Regions from separate parts of the Gossypium hirsutum genome. Here all the other regions are linked to region 3. Evidence: chromatin contacts called from public Hi-C data. All regions are on one chromosome and are shown on one strand. Each heading gives the region's core, a stretch centred on a gene start, on an enhancer-like site or on the middle of the called end of the contact. The rest is flanking DNA. Distances are from core to core; before and after follow the strand shown. Region 1 holds the start of LOC107909579 (3-ketoacyl-CoA synthase 6). Region 2 holds the start of LOC107909586 (LEAF RUST 10 DISEASE-RESISTANCE LOCUS RECEPTOR-LIKE PROTEIN KINASE-like 1.5). Region 3 holds the start of LOC107909583 (protein PTST homolog 2, chloroplastic). Region 4 holds the start of LOC107909587 (pentatricopeptide repeat-containing protein At1g05670, mitochondrial).

Region 1 (2,700 bases), core at 125-2,624, 170 kb after region 3:
AGATGTGGAACAGAACAAAAAGAAAAGAAAACCAACAAAGGAAAGAGTGGCAGAAACTTACTGAAAGCCCAAAAGAAGCAAAACATGAGGAGAAGAAGTGGACAAAGAGGGACAGTAGAAAGTGGAGAGATTTTAGGAATATTTTTGGGAAATTAAAAAAAATTTAGAAAATCTACCCATAGTGGATTTTTCCAAGAATTTGATTTCAACACCACTTTTATCTCCTTGGCGCCATAGGCAAAGGAAATTGCAAAAATATTTTTTGCTTTGCATGCACAAAGATTCAAACACAAGACCTCCAGGTAAGATAAAACTTATCACTAAACCAACAAATTCATTCTTATCAATAATTGAGCAAAAATAATATATAAGTTAGATGTTCAAGAATAGTGGTTTGGAAATGATTTGAACAAATGACCTTAACACTTAAACAGAACACTTAACTAGTGAACCAAATTAATTTACTTGACATGATTTAACAATTAAAAAAATAAGAATTTTAGGACATTACATGTTGGGAATTAATTTGTAATAATTTAATAATTATAATTACTCATATTTATTTTTGTAATTGTGTTACACTTAAAAAATATTAAAATGTAAATAACTAAACATAATCTACACATCATATGAGTCGCAAGCTATTTAAACAAATAATAATCAGAAGGGAGAGTACTTAAAAAGTTGATACCCACGGCTTACTTTGACTTGTTTTTCACAGTGGGGACATTAATATCCCCCAAATTTGGTGAGATGAATTTGTTGAAGTCAAAATAACATATATTTTGGTTGCATGATGCTTTTTTTTCCTTCTAAAACTAATCATTTATTTACATCACATGTGTTTATAAATTTCCTAATGGATGATTGCGAAATAAGTGCCACTTGGAACATAAAAGACAAGTACAAAATCTTAAAACCCTGTTTACTTTTTCCTTTTTCATAAACTGGTTAATTCTATTTTACAACTTCATTAAAATAAATTATATATTTTATTAGATTATAAATTGAAATTCAAATAAACCTTCAAAAATTAAGGTTGAATTTTAAAAATGAGAAGTGTATAAGTTGTTGGAAATAAAGAACTTTTTTTATATAAAAATCTTAAAAGATATGATTATTATTATTGAGTAAAAAAGAAAATTAAAGACTAACTAAATAATGTAGACCTAAAACAATGAAGGGTGAGAGATGGAGTGCGAAGAAAGAAGAAACAGAGGGGATGAGAAGGTTGGTTATAATTAATGAAAAAGAAAAACCAAGTACGCACAAAATTAAAGGAGACGGATAGAGCAAAAGAGAGGTTATTGGTGAAAGCAAGTATTTAGTTAGAACACGGATATAAAGGGAGTTAGGAAAATTTAATTGAGGGAGTTAAGTGAGCGTTGAGTGATGCCACTGCTTCATTTATTCCTCTCATCTGCCCACTGACCCTCTCCCTCTTTGCTTCTTCCTTTTTGCCTTTAAATCCTCCCTCTCCTCTGCTCCGTTTATGTACCCACACCTCTTTTTCTTATCTTCTTAATTATTTCTCTATCTCTTGCAATATGCCTCCAGCCTCGCCCGATTTCTCCAGCTCTGTCAAGCTTAAGTATGTTAAGCTTGGCTACCAATACGTTGTGGATCATTTTCTTACTCTCTTGTTGGTTCCTGTCATGGTTGGTATCCTTATTGAAGTTGTTCGTTTAGGCCCTCAAGAGATTGTTAACCTATGGAACTCCCTCCATTTTGATCTTATTCAGATATTGTGCTCTTCTTTCTTCATCATTTTTATTGCCACTGTTTACTTCATGTCCAAGCCACGATGCATCTACCTTGTGGATTATGCATGCTACAAGCCTCCTGTGACTTGCAGGGTTCCTTTTGCTACTTTCATGGAGCACTCCAGGTTGATTTTGAGCAACAATCCTAAGAGCGTGGAGTTCCAGATGAGGATTCTGGAACGGTCTGGGCTGGGTGAAGAGACTTGTTTGCCTCCTGCTATTCATTACATCCCTCCAAAGCCAACCATGGAGGCCGCTAGAGGCGAGGCTGAGGTTGTTATTTTCTCAGCTATGGATTCGTTGTTCAAGAAAACGGGGCTGAAACCTAAAGACATAGATATTCTTATTGTCAACTGCAGTCTCTTCTCCCCCACGCCATCTTTGTCTGCTATGGTGATCAACAAATACAAGCTGAGGAGTAACATTAAGAGCTTTAATCTTTCGGGAATGGGGTGCAGTGCGGGGCTTATCTCCATTGATTTAGCTCGGGATCTTCTCCAAGTACACCCGAATTCTAATGCAGTTGTTGTCAGCACAGAGATCATCACTCCCAACTACTACCAGGGGAATGAAAGAGCTATGCTCCTTCCCAACTGTCTCTTCCGCATGGGTGGCGCAGCAATCCTGTTGTCGAACCGCCGCTCAGAGAGGCGGAGAGCCAAGTACCGACTTGTCCACGTTGTTCGAACCCACAAAGGGGCCGATGACAAGGCCTACCGATGCGTGTTTGAAGAAGAAGACAAAGACGGCAAAGTTGGGATATCATTATCTAAAGATCTCATGGCTATAGCTGGAGAGGCTTTAAAATCCAACATTACCACAATAGGGCCTTTGGTGCTTCCAGGGTCGGAACAACTCCTATTTCTTCTCACTCTGATCGGGCGTAAAGTCTTCAACCCCAAGTGGAAGCCTTATATCCCAGACTTCAAGCTGGCGT
Region 2 (2,700 bases), core at 108-2,607, 130 kb before region 3:
TGAAGGTGGTCGGCTAGGGTCCCATTAGGAACATAGTCGTAAACCAAAAGTAACCCTCGGGGGTCGCTGCAATAACCGTGAAGTTTAACGAGATTTGGGTGATTTATTGACGAAAGAATCAAAATTTCGTTGCAGAAAAATTTGGATGATAAAGTGTTGCCTGACTGGTTGTTTTTGTGAAGGTATTTAACTGCTACTATCCGGTTGTCGTGGAGTTGGCCCAAGTAGACTGACCCAAAGCCGCCGTCACCGATTTTGCGTTCTGGGTCGAATTTATTGGTGGAAGATTCGAGTTCTTCGTAGGTGAAAACGGGAGGGAGGAGACTGGCAGAACGGTGACGCCGCAGGAACAAAGCAGTGGGGTCTTCTACGGATTGAGATTTGAATTTCTTTGATCGGAAAAAAACAAAGGTTACTGAAAAAATAAGGAAAATGCAAGTTAATGTGAGGACAGAGGATAAGATTGCGATTCTATGAGTGTGATCTACGTGAATCAAAGTAGGGGAAATGGTGGCTTTGGCTTGGAAACAAAGGAACGGTTTGTTTGGGTCGGAGGAATTGAAGCCGCAAATGCCGTTCTTCAATTTACAGTCTCGGCAGCTAGAGAAGTAAGAGTCTTGAGCTTCGTCCCATTCAACTTGAAAACCCATTTTAAAGAAGAAATTTTGGAGGTAACCCAGGACATCAGGTTGGCAGCCTTGCTCGGGAAGTTGGCGGGTTGGTCCGCAGTCATTGAAGAGTTTGAGTGGGTGTTTGGTGATGCCACATTCCCAGGCACATTGGTCGCAGTTAGAGATATTTGAAGGGGAACAAGAACGGAGGATGGATAATCTAGAGCAAGAAGCATCGGAGATTCGAAAAGGGGAACCAGAGAGATTGATGTGAAGGAAATTGAAAGAAGAGCAAGGGGAAGTGGTAGTAGGGGGCAAAGGAGAGAGAGTGAGGGAAGTGGAGTTGGGATCGAAGTAGAGTAAAGAAAAAGAGAGGTTGTTAATAGAGATGGTGGAGGAAGGAGTGGAGCAATTGATGGGGAAAGAAGGGTGACCACACCCAGCAGAGAAAGAGAAAGGGAAAGGGGGTGGTGAAGTGAAAGGTGGGCATGGGGATGTAGAGGAACATGGATGATGAGGTAGAGTGGCTGCTTCTGTCACCACCCACTCAAAGGAGATGAAGAAGATGGTGGTTAATAATAGTAAGGAGATGGATGGTGGTGAAGGTGAAGGCATCAAGGGAAAATGGGAGAAGAGCAGAGTTTGCAATTGCAGTTGCAAGTGAGAGGGGTCATCAGTACTCGAAGGGGAATCTGGTTTCTAGTCCCTAAGCTATGAATTGCCTGGGTTGTTGGAGTCTTTGGGGGGAGGGAACAACTTGTCACGTGAACTCAGGCGTAGTTAAGACAAAAATCAAAATTTTAAAATAAAGCTGCCCCTACACGGTACATTACAGGGTCAAGGCCTTGTGTTTTTTTGCTTTCTTACTCTCTTCCTTTAGCTTTTATCAAAGCAAGCACTTTTACCCAAATAATATAATTTTGGGCCTAATTAAAGGATGACTTTGAACTTATTAAACTAAAGGTAGATCTAACATGATTGGATATTAGGAGTCATGATATCCCTTGGGAAATTTCTCCTTACCCTACGATTTGCGTGAAACACTCAAGTTCCACGCCGTTCACGGGACACTATCTTTTCCTCTGTCTCCCAAATTCTTAATAAGCAATAACATCTTTTGAGATTTTTCTACTCCTTTAAATTTTGTTAATTAAAAATGGATTTGAATGGATGTTATATTTACTTATGGTTAATGTAAAATTATGGTGACGATGAGATTAAATATTGTGGTGATACTATAACATATGATTAAAAAAAAAGCTAAACACACCACATATACCCAATTGTCTATCTAAACTTATCCTAAATATGGTCATTTTCTATAAATCATATGTCTATGAATACAACTTAATCATCATATGTTAGGAATAAGAGTTTCAGTTACTATCGGTTATTAGTTAACAGCTGTTAATGCTTCAGTTAAAGTTTGTTAGTTGAGTTTGTATGCTTTAAATACTTGTAATTGGTTTTATGTAAGCATGAATAAAAGACTGTATTCTTTGAAATGTTGAGAGTTTAACATGGTATCAATAGCCAAATTTTTTTTCCTTTGATCTAATAGTTTTCTTTTTCTCTTCTCTTCTTCATGGATATTGAGGCAATACCAAGGGCTGATACTCCGCGTCATTCTTCAAACACTGGTGGAGCAACTCAGTCGCATGATCTTGGTAGTGGTGGATCATCCATAGTTCATTATTTTGCCAAGCATGATACGGTCAAACTTGCAGAACATAACTTCTTGTTGTGGAAGCATCAGTTGTTGCTGATTCTTGAAGGTTACGGGCTTGAAGGTTTTGTCTTGGGCACGATTTCTGTTCCTCCTGCGGTTTTTGAAGAGGCTGATGGTCGTCTTGTTGACAATCTTGCCTTTCTTGTTCATAAGAAGCAAGATAAATTTCTCGCTTCTTGGCTTCTATCGACGATTACATATGAGGTTTTGGTTCATCTCACAGTAGCTAAGACAAGTTTTGATGTCTGGACCACTATTGAAAGAAGATTTGGTATCACGTCAAGTATCAAGATCTCGAGTATGCATCATACATTATACTCGATCAAGAAGGCTAGTCTAACCATTAAAGAGTATTTGTCT
Region 3 (2,700 bases), core at 105-2,604:
AAAGCAATTGCATAAGGAGAATCTGACTGTGAATTGTAGAATATGTCTCATTGAGTCCCATTAAGAATTGAAACAAGAACTATTGAAGAACATGTTGCAAATTCTGTTGTGAATTCGCACAATTGCAGGAAGAAATTGGAACTAACGCAGCATACTTGTCCCACAAAAGCTTGAGCCGCGTTAAGTATGCAAAATCAGAAGAATCTCCCTAAGTAAGCATAGCGATATCACAATGGAGGAAAAAAATCTGTGAACCATCAATCTTACTAAAACGTTCTCTCAAATCTTGCCAAACAAGTGTTACACTTGAGGCAAAGTCTAATCCTGCCGAAAGCTCAGTATTGACAATATTGAGAATCTAAGAAAGAACAATTGCATTACAGCGATCCCATTGGGGATGAAGAGAAACATCAAAATCATCTCTACCACAATCTCCATTGACAAACCCTAATTTATTCTTCACCAACAACATGATTCGCATTGAAAACTCCAAAGGCTATAATTCTTGAGACCAGTTAGGTGGTGAGAAACAAGCAGACTTCCCGGTATATCAGATGGATGCAGTTAAAGAGGATGTGTGAAATTGATGACTGTAGAATCCATGGCTGAGAGACAACGACGCCATTATTGAGAACGCAAAAAGAAAGAAAATGAAACAAATCAGAGGAAAACCCAAAAGCAAAACAGAATGGCCCAATAACAAGGTCCACTAAAAAACAACCAGGCCTTATACGAACGAGTAACCTGCAAGGAAAAAATAAGCAAGATTGAAGAAATCAGCCATGGAGACCAAGAGAAAGATCGAAACTTGGGATTGATAGCATGTCAAAGATACAATACTTGCCATGTAAAGAATGCATCCAAATCTTCATTCACCACTGAATTAAATTAAAATATGTCTATTTATACTACTTAGCTAGCTACCTAACCATGCAACTAAGTCATTACTAATTCTTAACTACTCAACAACTAACTAAACTAATTTCTACATATGACCCTATTGGCATGCCAATTGTATTAAAATATTTATTGTATTAAATTAATTTATTAATAAAATTTATTCAACTTATGAGTATAAAACTTATCTGATACTTATGTGTAAAAATAAAATTATATAACTAAATAAATATTCTGGTCAAATTAGTCCTTATTAAGTAAAAAAATACACAATATATGATGGCATATTAAGAGATTAGCAATGTGGGAAAAGGGTTAACAATATATTTGATCCACTTGAAAAGAAGAAAATGTTTCATCCCAAAAATTTCGAAAAAAGGGGAAGAATTAATTAAAAGAAAATGGAGTTGAAGTAGTAAAAAGTATTGATTATTAGTGAAAATTTGCCCGCCCAAAATACAACTAAAACGGTGCTCCACCACCTCCGCATTAAATGAAGGTTACGCCTTTCGGTAGTATTGTTCGTTTCTTGCCTAATCCCCCCTCTCTCTCTCCTTTACCCTTTTCCTTTTATTGATTTCTTCCTATCATTTCTTTCCCCCTCTTCCCTCTCTACACGCCTAAGATACCTGAAGATGAATCTTTGTAATTAGTTTTCTGTTTCCTTTTTCTTTTTTACCGTCAGCAAGTGTTTGGAGAAATGCCAGAATCATGGCCACCTTCACCTCCTCCACCTATACTTTTGTCTCGCCTCATTCGTTTTTAACGCACTTCCGTGCTCGGGTTTTCCCATCCTGTTTCTGCGAGATTAACCCAGGGAACAAAGGGAATTCGGTGTCTCTGAAGCTGAATCTTGTTCGCGGGTTGGTGTTTGGGGAAGATAAGAAAAGGGTTTCTTGGTGGTCTTGTTGTTGCAAGAAAGGGTGGGACAACGACGGGGATTTAGCATTGGAGGCAGATATATTGGAGTTCATGAAAAATAGTGACAAACCTGAGGCTTTTCCAAGCAAGAAAGAGCTGGTTGATGCTGGGAGGATGGATCTGGTTGAGGGGATTAAGAGACAAGGAGGGTGGCTTGCTATGGGCTGGGACTTGGATGATGATGATGAACATGGATTTCAAGAAAAAGGGTTCCCAGAAGCTGGTGTTAAGGATTGGGACCTTCTGGAGAAGGAGAAGAAATGGGATAACCAGACTTTTCAAGAAAGGGCTCAAAGTGAAGCTGAAATTAGTGGGGCTTCTTATTTGGCTGTTAATTCTTCCAGCTCAACCTCCTCGTCTGGTAGATCACTGTGAGATCTTTAATTCTTGGGATTTTATTTGCTTAATGTATTTTTATTTTTCTTGTGTGGAAAAGTTAGTTATTGCACTTGTTATTCGAATGCCTTGTTGAAATTTATTCTTTGTAGTTTACCATTCCCGTGTTTAGAACGAATTGTTACAAATGTTTAATCTTTCATTGCTGTGTAAAAGGTGATTTGCTTGGACTTGATATTGCTTGTGAGATATTATTTGAAATTGATTGCGTTATGATGTTAAAAGAATCAATCTTTTGTTTATATTTTTGTGATGTTTGGGATATATAAACACAACTGCTAAGATAAATGTGTTGCCTTGAATGAGTTTATACTTTTTCCTGCAAACCAATTATCTCCTTTTGAAATTAGAGGAAAGGGGAGAATGCTGGAGTCCTGGGAGTTCTGTGTCCTGGGTAGGTTTTTGACAAAAGTTTTGGTTTGTTCAGAGAAGTAGCAGCTAAGGATGATTGTGGCGTTGAGGGTATTCTGAGTCGCTTGGAGAGAG
Region 4 (2,700 bases), core at 173-2,672, 150 kb before region 3:
TAACATTTATGTCTTCTAAGTCTATAGAATAATCAGAATTATTAGAACTACTACTAATATCTATTGTATCATAGTTTAACATATATTGATAATTGAATAATACAAATAGGTCTTTATGTTTTTTATAAAGTTGTTCTATTAGTTTTAGATATTCTATTCTTTCATTTTTATCAGGTGTCTTAGTAAATTTATTCTTCCAATGTTCTATAAGTTGTTTATAGGATTGGAAATCATATTTTTGTTGATAAGTATAAGTTCTTTTTTGTTTTTCAGATTTTTTATGCTTTTTATTTTTAGAATATGATTCTTTAGAGGAAGTGTCTTCTTCTTTTGACAAAACTAATACTATGTTACTAGGGAAAGATTGTATGAAACAATGATGCTACGTCATCTGTATCACTTTTCCAATAGTTTTATCCCACATCAGCATTTTCATCCTAAATTTTAGTATTTTCATCCTGAAAAAAAATCAAATCTAAATTAAAATCTTGAAATTCAGGATGAAATTACTAATATGAAATAAAACTATTGGAGATGACCTCTTATTGTCTCAGCCACCATTTCAACCTTTTAGGTTAATAGAATCCTAGTAGACATTGAGAGTTTGGTGGACATTTTAACAGCCAAGGCCTTTCACAAGATGGGTCTTAAGGACACAACATTAATGAAAGCTAGTCCAGTATATGGTTTCGCCAATCAGCCAATCATGGTTAAGGAATCTATCACCCTCCCAATGGTATTGGGCAATGAACATACAGTCACAAAGATGATTGACTTTTTAGTGGTAGACCATCTGACTGCATATAATACAATCTTCGATAGGCCAATAATGTGAATGGCCAAGATGGTTGTGACCATTTTCTATATGATGGTAAAATTCCCAAAACCCTCAAGGGAAGGGTACTTGAAATGTGACTAGCGAAAGGCCTGAGCCATATCATTTTCCTGAGGCTTAGAAAAGAAATGATAGCTCTTTCTCCTCTTCCTCTTGCATCCTAGAATCATATTCGACAAAACTCATCGGTTAGGGTGAACTTGATTGACAAAAAGGGCATATATACTTGGAAGGTTTGGAAGTTAGGTCTGAAGCCAACTTTCCAAAGCTGAGGCTGCAAAAGTCACAAAATCTATCTTTATACTTAGATTGAGGATCAATTATTAATAATAATGAGTTTATGTTTAATGTTAAAGAGAGAATAACTTAACAAATATGAAATATTAGAATAAGTAGATAAAATTATTTAGAAAATTTATTTATTTTATTAGTTTTATTAGTACTCGCATTCTTTTTAGTAGAGAATATGAATTACTACATATATTTATACAGTTTCCAACTCCCAACTGAATTTGATTTGATGGCCTGTAACAAATATAAAGCCCAATAGAAGCCGAGAAAATCATATAGAAGCCCAACCCCTACGATGAAGCACTGTCCCAACTGGCAACTCACCAACTGCAATTTGGTCTCTCTTTTATTTCTGTAGCCGAACAGCGGAAGCAAAATCTTCGTGCCTCTTTTGGAACTAGGAGACCAACTGAAGCACCTTCCTACTGGTTTTCTTCGAATTCAAGGTATCAGTCGCATTCACGTTTTCCTGTTAATGGGTTTTCTTTATTTTATTTTCTATGCCATCGACTTTTTTCTTTCTTTCTTTGAGGTGCTCTTTAAAATCTGCCGCAATGTGTTGTTCCAGCCGTTTCTTGGGTTTCTCTATGGATTCAATTGAGATTATAGAATTATAGGAATTGTTTTTTTGTGTTGGATTGCGTATGGTAAAGAATCTAAAGTTTACTCTCCTTATGTTTGATGAATTGCCTAGAACTATTCATATCGGTATAGAAAAAGGGTACATTTGTTGTTAAGCTGTTGAAATTAGATGCTTTCATTAGTACATGGTTTGAAATTATTTTCCTTCACAAACAGTAGGAACTGATGATATATTTATCTAGCTTTGACATTTTAGAGGTGATTGAATAGGCTCTTTGTAAGTTTCCAGTAGTAGAACTGAATCTTGGATTTCAGCAGTTAACTAACATTAGTGTTTTCTCCATCATCAGGAAAAGGCCACTGAACAAGATGCTGTTGAAATCTTGATGTATGAGCGTTTACGTTTTGCATACGGCTTGCTTGAGGTGTTGATCTTTGTGACTTCTATCACCATATGGAATAAAGGCGTCATTAGCTAAATAATTCTTTCGTTTCCCTATAGCAGTTTTTACTGGGAGAAATATGTTTTGCTGAAAGGAGAAAACAAGGTACTTCAAATTTCACTGTTTAAATAGTATTTGATTTATATATTCTTTTTTCTTTAATTTCAAATTCATTAGAAATGTTTACTGATTGCACAAGTCAGAGAGGTGAACCAACATTTTTGTTAAAATGATTACCTTCATTGTTTAACTATTGACTTCACCTCCATAATGACATGTGGTTTATGTACAAAGTTTAGCTCAAATGAGAAGAGTGATAAATTTGTGGATATCAATTTAATGTGTTGCTTAATGATGATATTAGTGGGCATTTCATATCACTTAGCATTTAGTAATGATTGAGTGTTGCTGAAAATGTGATTTCACTGATTTGCTACCATGCTAACGTCTATTTATTATTATCCTAATATATGCAGCTTTTACCATGATAATTTGCATTCTCCTTATGATGGTGTGATGAGAAAGTTCCTTCATTCTGTTTCTTCTTCA

Evidence for each region. A called contact is a pair of places that touch in the nucleus more often than the background predicts.
Region 1: a Hi-C map of leaf shows a contact between it and region 3, with 1.9 times the contacts expected there. The contact joins the promoter of LOC107909579 here to the promoter of LOC107909583 in region 3. A contact is called at or near these places in 2 of 34 Hi-C or Micro-C datasets (both in leaf).
Region 2: a Hi-C map of leaf shows a contact between it and region 3, with 1.6 times the contacts expected there. The contact joins the promoter of LOC107909586 here to the promoter of LOC107909583 in region 3. A contact is called at or near these places in 8 of 34 Hi-C or Micro-C datasets (anther, callus, fibers and 1 more).
Region 4: a contact with region 3 is called in a Hi-C map of leaf, with 4 times the contacts expected there. The contact joins the promoter of LOC107909587 here to the promoter of LOC107909583 in region 3. A contact is called at or near these places in 11 of 34 Hi-C or Micro-C datasets (anther, callus, leaf and 1 more).

The regions. Positions count from the first base shown.
Region 1 is chrD02:63,169,323-63,172,022 of Gossypium_hirsutum_v2.1, forward strand. It overlaps LOC107909579 (3-ketoacyl-CoA synthase 6), which reads left to right and starts at 1,375. Exons shown (of 1, transcript XM_016837164.2): 1 at 1,375-2,700. The coding sequence starts at 1,548.
Region 2 is chrD02:62,870,175-62,872,874 of Gossypium_hirsutum_v2.1, forward strand. LOC107909586 (LEAF RUST 10 DISEASE-RESISTANCE LOCUS RECEPTOR-LIKE PROTEIN KINASE-like 1.5) reads right to left here and starts at 1,358. Exons shown (of 2, transcript XM_016837174.2): 1 at 1-1,358. The coding sequence starts at 1,226.
Region 3 is chrD02:62,999,389-63,002,088 of Gossypium_hirsutum_v2.1, forward strand. It overlaps LOC107909583 (protein PTST homolog 2, chloroplastic), which reads left to right and starts at 1,355. Exons shown (of 8, transcript XM_016837171.2): 1 at 1,355-2,189; 2 at 2,642-2,700. The coding sequence starts at 1,609.
Region 4 is chrD02:62,845,798-62,848,497 of Gossypium_hirsutum_v2.1, forward strand. LOC107909587 (pentatricopeptide repeat-containing protein At1g05670, mitochondrial) reads left to right here and starts at 1,423. Exons shown (of 3, transcript XM_016837175.2): 1 at 1,423-1,572; 2 at 2,059-2,256; 3 at 2,628-2,700.